Linked DNA regions of Mus musculus: all the other regions are linked to region 2. A link is a contact called in public HiChIP or PLAC-seq data. All regions are on one chromosome and are shown on one strand. Each heading gives the region's core, a stretch centred on a gene start, on an enhancer-like site or on the middle of the called end of the contact. The rest is flanking DNA. Distances are from core to core; before and after follow the strand shown. Region 1 has its middle 62 kb from the start of Gm30609. Region 2 overlaps Prickle1 (prickle planar cell polarity protein 1). Region 3 has its middle 39 kb from the start of Gm30609.

What was found. HiChIP or PLAC-seq counts read pairs in DNA pulled down with a chosen protein or histone mark.
Region 1: an H3K27ac HiChIP or PLAC-seq map of epiblast stem cells shows a contact between it and region 2, with 6 times the contacts expected there. The contact joins two enhancer-like sites. A contact is called at or near these places in 1 of 484 Hi-C or Micro-C datasets (the 3T3-L1 cell line), 4 of 115 datasets of contacts at active chromatin or transcription factors (craniofacial prominence, embryonic limb bud, epiblast stem cells and 1 more) and 1 of 9 other capture datasets (adipose tissue).
Region 3: an H3K27ac HiChIP or PLAC-seq map of T-cell acute lymphoblastic leukemia shows a contact between it and region 2, with 5 times the contacts expected there. The contact joins two enhancer-like sites. A contact is called at or near these places in 1 of 484 Hi-C or Micro-C datasets (cerebral cortex) and 5 of 115 datasets of contacts at active chromatin or transcription factors (T-cell acute lymphoblastic leukemia, craniofacial prominence, embryonic limb bud and 2 more).

What each region holds. Positions count from the first base shown.
Region 1 is chr15:94,023,030-94,026,605 of GRCm38.p6, forward strand. No RefSeq gene overlaps it. Among named protein-coding and RNA genes, the nearest start is that of Gm30609, 62 kb to the left of the region's middle. Within about 2 kb of position 1,427, at least 58 of the 459 cell types and tissues checked have an H3K27ac peak or open chromatin away from gene starts, as enhancers often do. A contact at or near this core is called in epiblast stem cells, where this site is marked.
Region 2 is chr15:93,511,952-93,515,517 of GRCm38.p6, forward strand. Prickle1 (prickle planar cell polarity protein 1) reads right to left here. Exons shown (of 8, transcript NM_001033217.5): 2 at 499-685. The coding sequence starts at 630. Among named protein-coding and RNA genes, the nearest start is that of Prickle1, 82 kb to the right of the region's middle. Within about 2 kb of position 2,075, at least 51 of the 459 cell types and tissues checked have an H3K27ac peak or open chromatin away from gene starts, as enhancers often do. A contact at or near this core is called in T-cell acute lymphoblastic leukemia and epiblast stem cells, where this site is marked.
Region 3 is chr15:94,000,601-94,004,243 of GRCm38.p6, forward strand. No RefSeq gene overlaps it. Among named protein-coding and RNA genes, the nearest start is that of Gm30609, 39 kb to the left of the region's middle. Within about 2 kb of position 2,036, at least 13 of the 459 cell types and tissues checked have an H3K27ac peak or open chromatin away from gene starts, as enhancers often do. A contact at or near this core is called in T-cell acute lymphoblastic leukemia, where this site is marked.

The DNA of each region.
Region 1 (3,576 bases), core at 177-2,676, 510 kb after region 2:
ATAAGCAGGTAAAAGGTGAATCACTGTTTTTGATGGAGGTAGAGTGATAGTTATTTTTCATGTACTTTTTTGTAAATGTGTGTGTGTGTGTTGTATATGTGTGTACACATTTTTGTGGGTTTGTATATGTTTCTATGTGACTGTATGTGTGTATATGTGTGTGGTGTATCCGTGTGTTCACGTTTATATGGGTTTATACATATGTGTATGTGTATAAATGTATGTGCAAATATGTGTGCATGTTTGTGTTGGTTTGCACATGTGTGCATGTGTAAGTTCATGTGCGTATATGTTCGTGTGTGTTTACAATGTGCATGTGTGCAAGTGTGCATGTGTGTATGTGTAAATGCATGTGTGGATTTACACATGTGCTCATATGTGCATGTGAGTATATATAAGGGCATATGCACATATTTGTGTTGGTTAGTACATGTATGCATGTGTATATGTGTGTATGTGCAAGTGCGCATGTGTGTATACATGTTTGTTTGTTTGTTTTACATGTATGCATGTGTGCATGTGTAAATGAATGTGTATACATGTTTATGTGGATTTACACTGTGAGTGAGTGCACAAACACATGCATGTGGACACCTTTCTCTATTCTTTCTACTCCTCAGTTTTTGAGACAAGGTCTCTCGCTAACCCTGGAGCTTCCTGAGTCAGACACTGGCTGGCCACCAAGCTACAGAATCTCTCTGTCCCTGCCTCTTCCGTATTTATAGTACAGACAATGTACTACTGCATTTGACTTGTGGGTCCTCTCGCTATTTGGCAGACATCTCACCAATGGAGCTCAGCCCTCAGCTCTATTTCCTAACTTTTAGAAAGTAAAAGAATTAACTACTATCGTGTAAAGGCAAAATACATTCTTCTCCCTCCTGCCTCCTGCATAGCAAGCACCAGAGAGACTGTGACACAGTGGCTCTCATCTAAATAATCCCGTCTCCTATTTAATCACACTCTTGCCAATCCCATATGCAGTATAAACATACAGAACTATGTCAAATATGGACATCTGACAATATCTAGACTTTATGAAAACTATATACATTCAACTCCACAAAATTTGGGTGGGGGGATTTAATTCAAGGGAATTTATATTCATGGAGTTCTGGGGCTCCCTACAGTTGTTTTTGACCAGAAGTGTTGCTAAAAATAACTTTCTGGGAAGCAGTTTCCATGAACCTTCATTTAATTTTGTCGTGACAACTCAGCCACAGCTCTCAATGCAAGTCTCCAGTTGGCTTCAATACAAAGGAACAGTCGTCTGCTAATCACTCAGTGGCCTCACAGGTGTTGCCTGGCAGCATGTGCAGTAGATGCTGTGTTGGAGAAGCATGTGTGGCTAGCAGCTGTAGCTGCCTATGACACTGCAGTGCTTTGAATAAGAATGGCCCCAGTAGGCTCATAGATTTAAATGCTTGGCCATTAGGGAGCAGTGCTACTTGAGAGGGATTAGGAGGCGTGGCCCTGTAGGAATAGATCTGGCCTTCTTGGAGGAAGTGAGCCACTGGGGATGGGCTTTCCGATTTCAACTGCCAGTTGCTCTCTCTTCCTGCTGCCTATGGATCTGGATATAGAACTCACTACCTCTCCAGCACTGTGTCTACCTGTGTGCTGCCATGCTTCCTGCCATAATGATAATGGATTGAACCTCTGAAAATGTAAGCCATTCCCCTTTCCTTTCTAAGAGTTGCCTGGTGTCTCTCCATGCCTGGTGTCTCTTTGTCTCGGTTTGAGAGTCAGTTATAAGATAGTACCACACAGAGTGTCCAGGGGCAAAGGTTTCCTTCTGGGAAACACTCAGTAAATACTCTTTCCCCACACAACTGGTGTCCAGCTCTTCATAGACCTCCCTCTAACTGGGCACTTAGTGATCCAGACTTGAGTTTGTTTTCTACTCCCTCCTGAGAGTATCAGCATAATCAATGTAACACAACACTATCCAGGCCAGATCACAGGGGAATCTTTCACACATCGCCTCTGGAAGCAAACATCTTGGCTCTTAATGTGAGAACCTCCTTTAGTGTTGGCAAGTTGACCGATGGGGAAGAGAACGAGAGGCCTGAGCCCTTTCAGGAGATCCCCTTATCTTGAAGGGTGAGTTTGTTTAAAATGTTAGTAGCCAGTGGAACAAAGAATTCCTTGTATGATGGAGAACCTTCCTGAATTTATTTTTCTACCAAAAGATATGTGAATTGAAGAAAACTGTCTGCGGGGAAAGTAGCATTTTTTTTTAAATTAATCACATTTTTGGATTGCTGGCATTTGCAATTAATACTACTTTTGTTTCTGCTTGTGATCCAAATGGCAGGTAGAGGTTACTTTGATTTAATTATGAGCTCTCAGCATTCTTCCCATACCACCAATTTAGGCCGTCTAGACAGTGCGGTCGCTCTATGGTGAGTGGGCTTCCCTCTGGGAATTCCTTTCTTTTGGACCATGGAAGAAGTCTCCACAGACCTTGAAAAGACTTCCCACATAAGTCTCTGTGCCCTTATACTTCAATATCTGCGATGCCACAATGCATTAATACATCTGTATCGTATTAATACTGTATTAGAGCAATGCATGGGTAATACGATATAATAAAAACAGGGCTCAAGCCTAACGTTCTCACGTGGCTCCGCAAGATGAGAAACAGCATTGTCAGTCCCAGCTCGCGGGCCTTGTGCCTGCGGAGAGGCAGAAGAGGCCTGGGGCCTGCCGTGAGCAGTATAAACCGCCATGCGGTCCACGCCAGTGCTGCTGTCCAGAGATAAAGAACGCAGACAGGCAGACTAGCTGCGCTGTGGGTCCGGAGTGTTTTCATAATTCCCAACACCCTCCTCTTTCACATTGTTGGTTTGTCATCCTCTAGTAATTGTTCATAAATCATTGCTGCAATTGCTTGTGACTCTATAACATTCCCTGCCAAAAAAAAGTATTGCAACAAATAGTTGAGAAGTTCTTTTTTTTTTTTTCTTTCTCTTTCTTCCAAAATAATTTTCTTAAAAGAATTTGGATCTTGCATTTTCAAAACGATAGGAAAAAGCATAAAGAGCGACCGGGTGTGGGGATAAGGCTTTTCCTAAAAGCCAAGTTTGCTGGAGATAATTTCATTTCCAAAGTGAAGAACACGAAGGCCCAAGCCTCAGACCCGCCTGTTTTTTCTAACCACATTTCCATTCCCTCTCCAGCCCGGCCTGGCAAAGTGCATTTCTCTGCTGTTGACTCGTCTCACAAAACCTTTCCAAAGACAGAAATCCCATAACGTTTCGGGTTAATGAATTCTATTGTGTTGTAAGGACTTTACAGGGACTAACCTAAAGCTTCTATGCTCCATTTGAAATTAATTATCCTGGACTTTCACCATCATAACTAAGAATTAAAACCAGCTGCTCACCTCTGCCTTGCCACATTCCCGCAGCACGTTGGTAGGCTTGCCTTTTCATATTTCCATGCTACGTGGGCCCAGATCCTGTGACCTTTCTTTGGGAAGACGGTTTTCCAACCCGTTCATCATTTTCATTGTGCTTCTTTGGACAGACTCCAAAGTCTCTTTCCTTGGGTGGGCCCACGGTTTTGAGATAG
Region 2 (3,566 bases), core at 825-3,324:
GTTTATCAGCAACACCACATTCCTCTTCCGTAGAGGGGCATTGTGGAGAACTGGCCTGGAGGTCGTCCTTCTATTTCCTTTTGTCCTTACTGAACCTTTGAGACATGTAATAGTGGCATACACCTTTAATTTCAGCACTTGGGAGGCATAGGAAGGCAGATCTCTGAGTTCTGTGAATTGGAGGCAAGCCAGGACTACACAGTGAGACCCCATTTCAAAAGACAAACACCCCTCCCCCACCCCACCTACCATTTAAAAACAAACAAAAAAAAAAAACAAAACTCCAAATGAGGAACGTTTCTCTTCCCTAAAAGGTGACTTGTGAAAGTCCTATCAGAAACGCCTGTGGTGCCCTGCATTTGCATTAATCACGATGGCAGAAGGAGGGCATTACTGAAACCAAACCAGACCTTAGACAGCAAAGCCAGCCAGGGAGATGAGAGGTTCCACACTTCCCTGGAAAGCACATCAAAGGGGACAGCGTTGCTTCCTACCTACCTGCTCGGGCCTGAGGCCCGGTGGGACCCATGCATACTCTTCAAGTGCACAGCCGGAATCATCATCTGATGTGGAGCTTCTCTGGCACCCGAAGACCAGTTTGCTCATTTTCGGTTCCATCTCCAAAGGCATAATAATGAAGTTTTAAAGCTGGCTGCTTAGTCACAGGACATCCAAGAGACAGCTGCTGTGGGTGACATAGAAGGCGCTGTGTTAAAAAGCAATGCTTCTCTACCAAGAGCTTCTAGTTTACATATGGATGGGCTCAGAGACAGTGAACCAAACGCCTGGGTTTGCTGACTTCAGGCCCCGTGCCACTCAGGCAATTAGGAAGTGACTCCCTTAACCAGCTCAGTACCAAAGAAAACGGGCCACCAGGCTAGTGCTCTCTGTTGCCTTTAAAGGATACTTCTTGCTCGAGTAAGGGGATGGCTCTGCTTGACTTGTTTACCTATGCGTGAGATCCTGCGAGGTGTAAGAGTTTAAACAGAAGTGGGGAACTGGGCTCTGCCTTGCCCAGAAAGCTGGCCGCAGAGACCCTGCTCAGTCCCCCAGATTTCCTAAGCAAGTTTTCCAGTGGAGGCAGCAGAGACAGCCGAGAGTGTTATCCCTGAAGTAAACCGTACAGTTTAAACTTCTAATCCCTGACATCAAACTTCTACACCCAGGACAGGCAGTCAGCGAATCCCCTCGGAATACTGGATACGGTGCCAGGTCACAGATGGGTCCAGCTTGGAGACTTGATTGTTTAATCTCATTATCAACCAACGTTTAGGAAGGCTTATTGAGTGTGAAATGGAACCAGCCCCACTATTGGTCAAAGTGAGGTGTTAAATTTCTGAATAAGAAAGCTGTCTCAGAAAAAGGGTACTGAAGGTGTCAAGGAGTGGTCCTGAGGCTGAGATGTTGGCTTTGGTAGCACGGTGTGTTATCCCTTTGTCTTATAGTTCTTAAAAATCATCGCTCACACACGAGGCACTAAGAAGGAAAACAAGAACCTTCACGATTCCAGTTTTCTTTAAACGTTTTGATCCTGACATATTTTAATATAAAGAAGTTTGTGTGTTAGGGGGCCGGAGAGATAGCTCGGTGGTTAAGGGCTATGGCTGCTCTTCTAGAAGACCTGAGTTCAATTCTCAGCACCCACATGGCAGCCCACAACTGGCTAGAGTTCCAATTCTAGAGACCTGGCACCTTCAAACATACATGCAGGCAAAACACCAACGCACATAAAATAAATATTAATATATTTTTTTAAATTATTAGTCTGATCCAGTCACTTTACAGAGAGGGTTCCAGGATGGCAAATGCCTCCTGTATAAGAAGAGTTAAAGCCTAATCCCTCTGTCTTTAAATCCTAACCAATCCCAGACCGAGGTAAAATGATGTTTCAGCAATTCTCTCAGTGCAACACTAAATTCTTAGTGTTGGTGGGGTCGGGGGAGTCACTTGTTAAAATACACCGCTAGCAAAATATCCAAGGACATTTTAAACTTCGAACTTGAGAACAGCTCACAAAGGGGCAGAGTTAAAAGAGCACCTGCCTCATGGCTGCAGTCATTCCTGCAGGAGAAATGGTGACTCAGCAAGATACCGCCCCAGCCAGTAAACGGGCTTTCAGGCACCCCAACAGAAGGGCAGGCAGCCTCATTTCCGACTCCACGGTGGCGGGGGTTCTCACCTCTGACCCAGCCGTGGCACACAGGTGCAGACAATTCACGTCTTAGCAAAGACTGGAAACAGAGGTGCATTCCTCCACCCCCTCAATAAAAGGGGACGTGTTAATGAAAGTCAGAAGACAGCTTGGGTCTTTCCCTTTTGCCCTGTAAGATCCGCCCCTGTGTGTCAAAGGAAGAGACTAGGGGTTAAGACTTTAATTAGTAACTCATGGGCTCTCACCAGGAGAACTGCTACTTTCGATGCAATTTAACCTGAATTTTGAAACGGGGAGCATTTGTCTGCTGCCAAACCTGGCTGGGGGGTGGGGTAGGAGGAAAACAACAGAATATAAATATTTTTAAAAAAAGAGCCTTTAAAAATTAAATGCTACTCTATTTTCAAAACTAGAAAAATAAAACAAAAGCTCTGCAAATGGTGAGAGACCATGTTTTCTGCCTCCTAAACCAAAGGTCTAAATCCCTTCTTAGAGCTGTTCTCTCTGAGAATGTGGGATGAGTCCCTATCCTGATGGGGGTAAATCGTGTGACATGTCACTTGGATGCAATGTCCCCATTTTAAACCACAAACTCACACAGGTTTTAGTCCAGCCTTTCAACAAACTTTCTCGACAACATAAAGGGTACCACAATTGTAGGAAAGCAGAGATCCACTTTCATCCCAGTGTTAGCTTCCAGTTTTACCGGGTGGTGTGACCACAGTACCTGCTACCATTAGCATTTAAATATTTAAATGCAGTATGAAGCCTTAGGGCCGGTTGTCCGGAGGCAAGGAGGCAAGGAGTTAAGGAGCCTTAGAACCAGAGCCATCAGAGGGAGAAGCAAGCTGGAGGTTGGCAGAGTTGGTGTACTTTTTCAGGGATTATCTTAGGAGTGATCCACGCATGCGGCCTCTAAGCCACAGGAAGTGTTAACACTTCCATGCCTCTCCTTTGTCTTTTCTCACCCCTCTCTTTTCTTGGAAACTAGCTAGCTCCTTTCACCATTTCATTCATTTAAAAAGAACCACACATCCCAGCCTGCAGCTGTATGGCTTCTCCATCATCGTATATGTGTCAAGAGAGCATCTGACCCAAGATGCTTTCTTCCGTCTTCCTTGGGAACCAGGCAGAGACACATAGTGTACAGACATACACACATGCAGGCAAAATACCCAATCACATAAAAATTTAAAAAAACAAAAATTAAGGAGACAAGTGACAATCCAGTAGGAGCCCGGATGTCAAGTAAAAGTAGCCAACGTAAGAGGAGTGGTTACAAATTCTATTGTGTATTTCCCTCGTTTCTTTCCTGGCAGCCTGTGTGTAATTCACGGGACTGAGCCTGTGGCTGCTAACTTGTTTTCATTTTGAGCACAGTGAAAAGTGCCCACGCTTCAGAATTCCAGAAACA
Region 3 (3,643 bases), core at 786-3,285, 490 kb after region 2:
CAGGGCGTTCTGCATTGTCTTAAGAAAAGGTTTGTCTATGTCCTCCTCCCCTCTGTCCAAACACGTCTAACAATGCACACCTCCATCGTTGTTTATAGCCATAGATTAGAGAGTCTCAGCCAGTGTCATTCTGTTGTTGGAGGACAATGACTATGTTCATGCTCATATTTATTCAATATCAGTGATAGGACAGAAATTAAAGGCTGGATGCACTATTGAGATCTTGCTTCATAGATATGAGTCAAAAATAATCAATAGGAAACACGGAATGAGAAACTAGGGGAAATCTATGAAGAAAATAGCAGTCTAATGTGATAAGTGGACAAAGAGCGAAACACTGTGCATAGAATTGTCAGGGAAGAGGCATCATCCCGAGGTTTGATCCTTGAAACTAAGACTGGGCCTGTAAAAGTATTCGTTAAGAATGTTCTAGACTGAAGGAGTGGGCTTAAGCAAAGGAGCAGAAGGTGCTTTGCTGCAAGGTTGTTTCAAAGAAGAGATTGAACCATGTTCTGTTCAAGCGCTTGGGTCCTTAATGTTCATTTGTAAGTGACACATTTTGAGTAGTCGAGAAATATGTATGACTTAAGAGAATCTACTGCAGATCTTTTTCTTGCCCTGTCTCAGACACAATCCTATTGCCCTCTCCCATCTTCCAGTAGCCCCTTCCTTGGAGACTTGAGGAAGAAGACAGAACTGCTCTTTCTCTGATCTTTGTTGGTGTCGAGGTTGTTGCATGGTCACGGGGAGGGTCATGGGGAGTGAGAGATGACATTGCAATTGGTTGATTCGTGTCTTGACATGGCCAATAGGAGGGCTGAAACTCAGTTAAACTCGACCCCATTTCAGTAACGGAACACCCTCTCACAGTCATCTCCAGCTGGCGGTGAGGGAGTCTTAGGAAGATGTCTCCTGTTGACTTACTTCCAAGTATATATGTTCTTTATAAAAGTCAGATGAAAGGGCCGAGTTTAATCCCGGGTTAGGGCAAAAATAAAGGGACGCTTCAAGCCATTGAGTGGAAATCAAGAACGTGGAGGAACCCGAGGATCGTGGCACAATTCCCCAGCCTCTGCACAGATGTCACAGAAACCCGAGGAGATCTAAAGATAGGAAGGTTTGGAGGTTTCACTTACAATGACTAGGTCGCAAGTGAGTTCTTGATGTCTGAAGTGCACAAAACATTCATATTTTAACAAGACCACATGTTCAGGGATGAAACGTCTTGCCTGAACTTTGAAGTTTAACTACTGATTATTTGGGGGGGGGGTACGTCTTTTGCGGGGGGGGGGGGAGGTGCATCTTGAGGGATTGAACTAGAGAATAAAAACCTGGAGGGAAAGTCGTCTATATTTTGGGTCACTTGATAGAGGACGATGTGGCTGAGGAAACACAGTATCCAAAATCAATTTCATGTCTGCAGTTTTCTCATGCACACCCACACAGAGCTCCCATGCATGCCCACACAGAGCTCCCATGCATGCGCACACAGAGCTCCCATGCATGCCCACACAGAGCTCCCATGCATGCCCACGCAGAGCTCCCATGCATGCCCACGCAGAGCTCCCATGCATGCCCACACAGAGCTCCCATGCATGCCCACACAGAGCTCCCATGCATGCCCACACAGAGCTCCCTCCCTTTCTCTCTAGGATCTCTTTCTTTTCTATATCTCAGCCATTGTCTTAGCTGTCCCGAGTACCTTCGGACTGCTACTGTTACTAGGATCCCTTCAACTCTCCTAAGGAGCCTTTCCTAGTGTTCTTGCATTCCTTTCTGATGGGGCACCTGGACTGATAACGTGGTGACAGGCAAGGCACTTCTAGCCTTGGCTGCCACTTCCTCTCTCCCTTTGCACCATGGAGAGAAACAAAAGCTAAAGAGAGATAGATACACAGGCCATCCTTTGATATGATAAACTCTTCTCTTATGCTCACTAATCTCTTGTTTTGGCTTTCCAGTAACTGTCCCAATTCTGACCCCGATAGAGTAGCCAGTGCTCACTCTTTGCAGGCCTTCTCCATCCCACAAAGCTCCCTGTTTTCCATCTAGTCCAATGACATTTCCTGTTTAGTATGCCTTTCTGATTTAGCTCATGTGACATTTGGAGGAGAGAGATTTTTTTTTTTTTGCTTCCCTGATACTTGATAATTTGAGCTGCCTATGACGTCATTGCTGCATCCATAATTTTTCATCATATTAAATTATATTGTCTTCATTATGTAACCAGTGCTTGAGGGGAAAAAAAACCCTGGATCTAGTGGATCCACAGGGTGTGTTCAGCCATCATCTCTCCATGCCGATTTTAAGGAGAGTTAGGAAATCTGCACGTAAAGGGACGCAGACAAAAGGCTGCAGTAACTCCAGGTCTATCCTTGTGGTACTGATATGGGCTTCAGGTTGAAATATAAGAAGTGGGACAGGCACAAAAGTTAGACATCATTAAGCAGTCTCCATTAGGGCACGGGCTGTTTAATCATTGCTTCAGCTCCTGTTCTTCAAGGTGGTCCACGGAAGTCTTTATTACTTAAGATGAAAGGCGGCTGCTGGTTCTCAGGTGACAATTGCTTCTCCATGGTACTGCCTCACCATCGGAGATAATTGCCCTTGGTGCAGGGTGGGGGTCCTCAGGGCTCTTCTGTTCCTGGAATCCAAGGTGACTGCATGTTTAGGGTTATGACTATTGACCTTTGGCTACCTGGGGTGGGGACGGTCATAATATCTGGGACAGGGCCTTGTAAGGAGCTGACAGGAAGGTATTACATGGCCTCTGATCTTCGTGCCTTCTGTGCAGCAGGGAATAAGGGAGCTGAGGCATGAGTGGTTTCTAGAAAGACAGTCGTCACATAATCAGCGTGCCTGTGTGTAGAGGTAAGGAGTGTCTCACAGTGCAGGAGGCAGACGAAAGACAACGGCTGGGTACCAGTCTTTCCATTTGATTTCTCTGAAGGCCCCAGCGAGGAATCAATGCTTTTAGCCAAGCAGCTTCCAAATGCCTGTTATAATTACAGGGTTACAGAGGACCTGGAACATTTGATTTTAAGCTAATTGAGGACAGGGATTACATCCCTCTGTAGCTTTATACTTTCTTAATTAAATAAAAGTTAAAGAATAGAATATGTAACTCGACAGGCTTAATGAAATTAAGGTAAGCCCTAGATTTGCTTCCAACTTACTGATTAAAAAAAATACTTAAATCGAATCATTGAAGAAAGACTAATACATTTTTTATCCTATTATGAACACATTAGAAAAATGCACTTTCCAAGGTCAAAGCCACCCACTTTGTGCAAAAGATCCTGATGTTAGCTGTTCTCACCAAGTCCAGATGGGCTGCCTTGAGGAACTTATCTTCTTGTATTGAGCGGAGGATGCTTAAGATGTCTCCTTGCATCCATAGCTATTTTTCAGAGAATTCACAGACACGAGATTTATTTTAGATCCTTTGCCGAATTTCTTCATATAGATGTTACTACCACAGTCCCTGTGTGAGGACGTGTGTTACTTCTGGTAGTACAAGACCTCAAGTCACAAATTAATTTCTTTTCAGTGGCTTTGGAAAATGTTAACCCTCAGCATGAAAACCCTTATTAGGGGAATGAAAACCGAGAGCCCGTGAAATCATGGGAAAATACACGGGGGG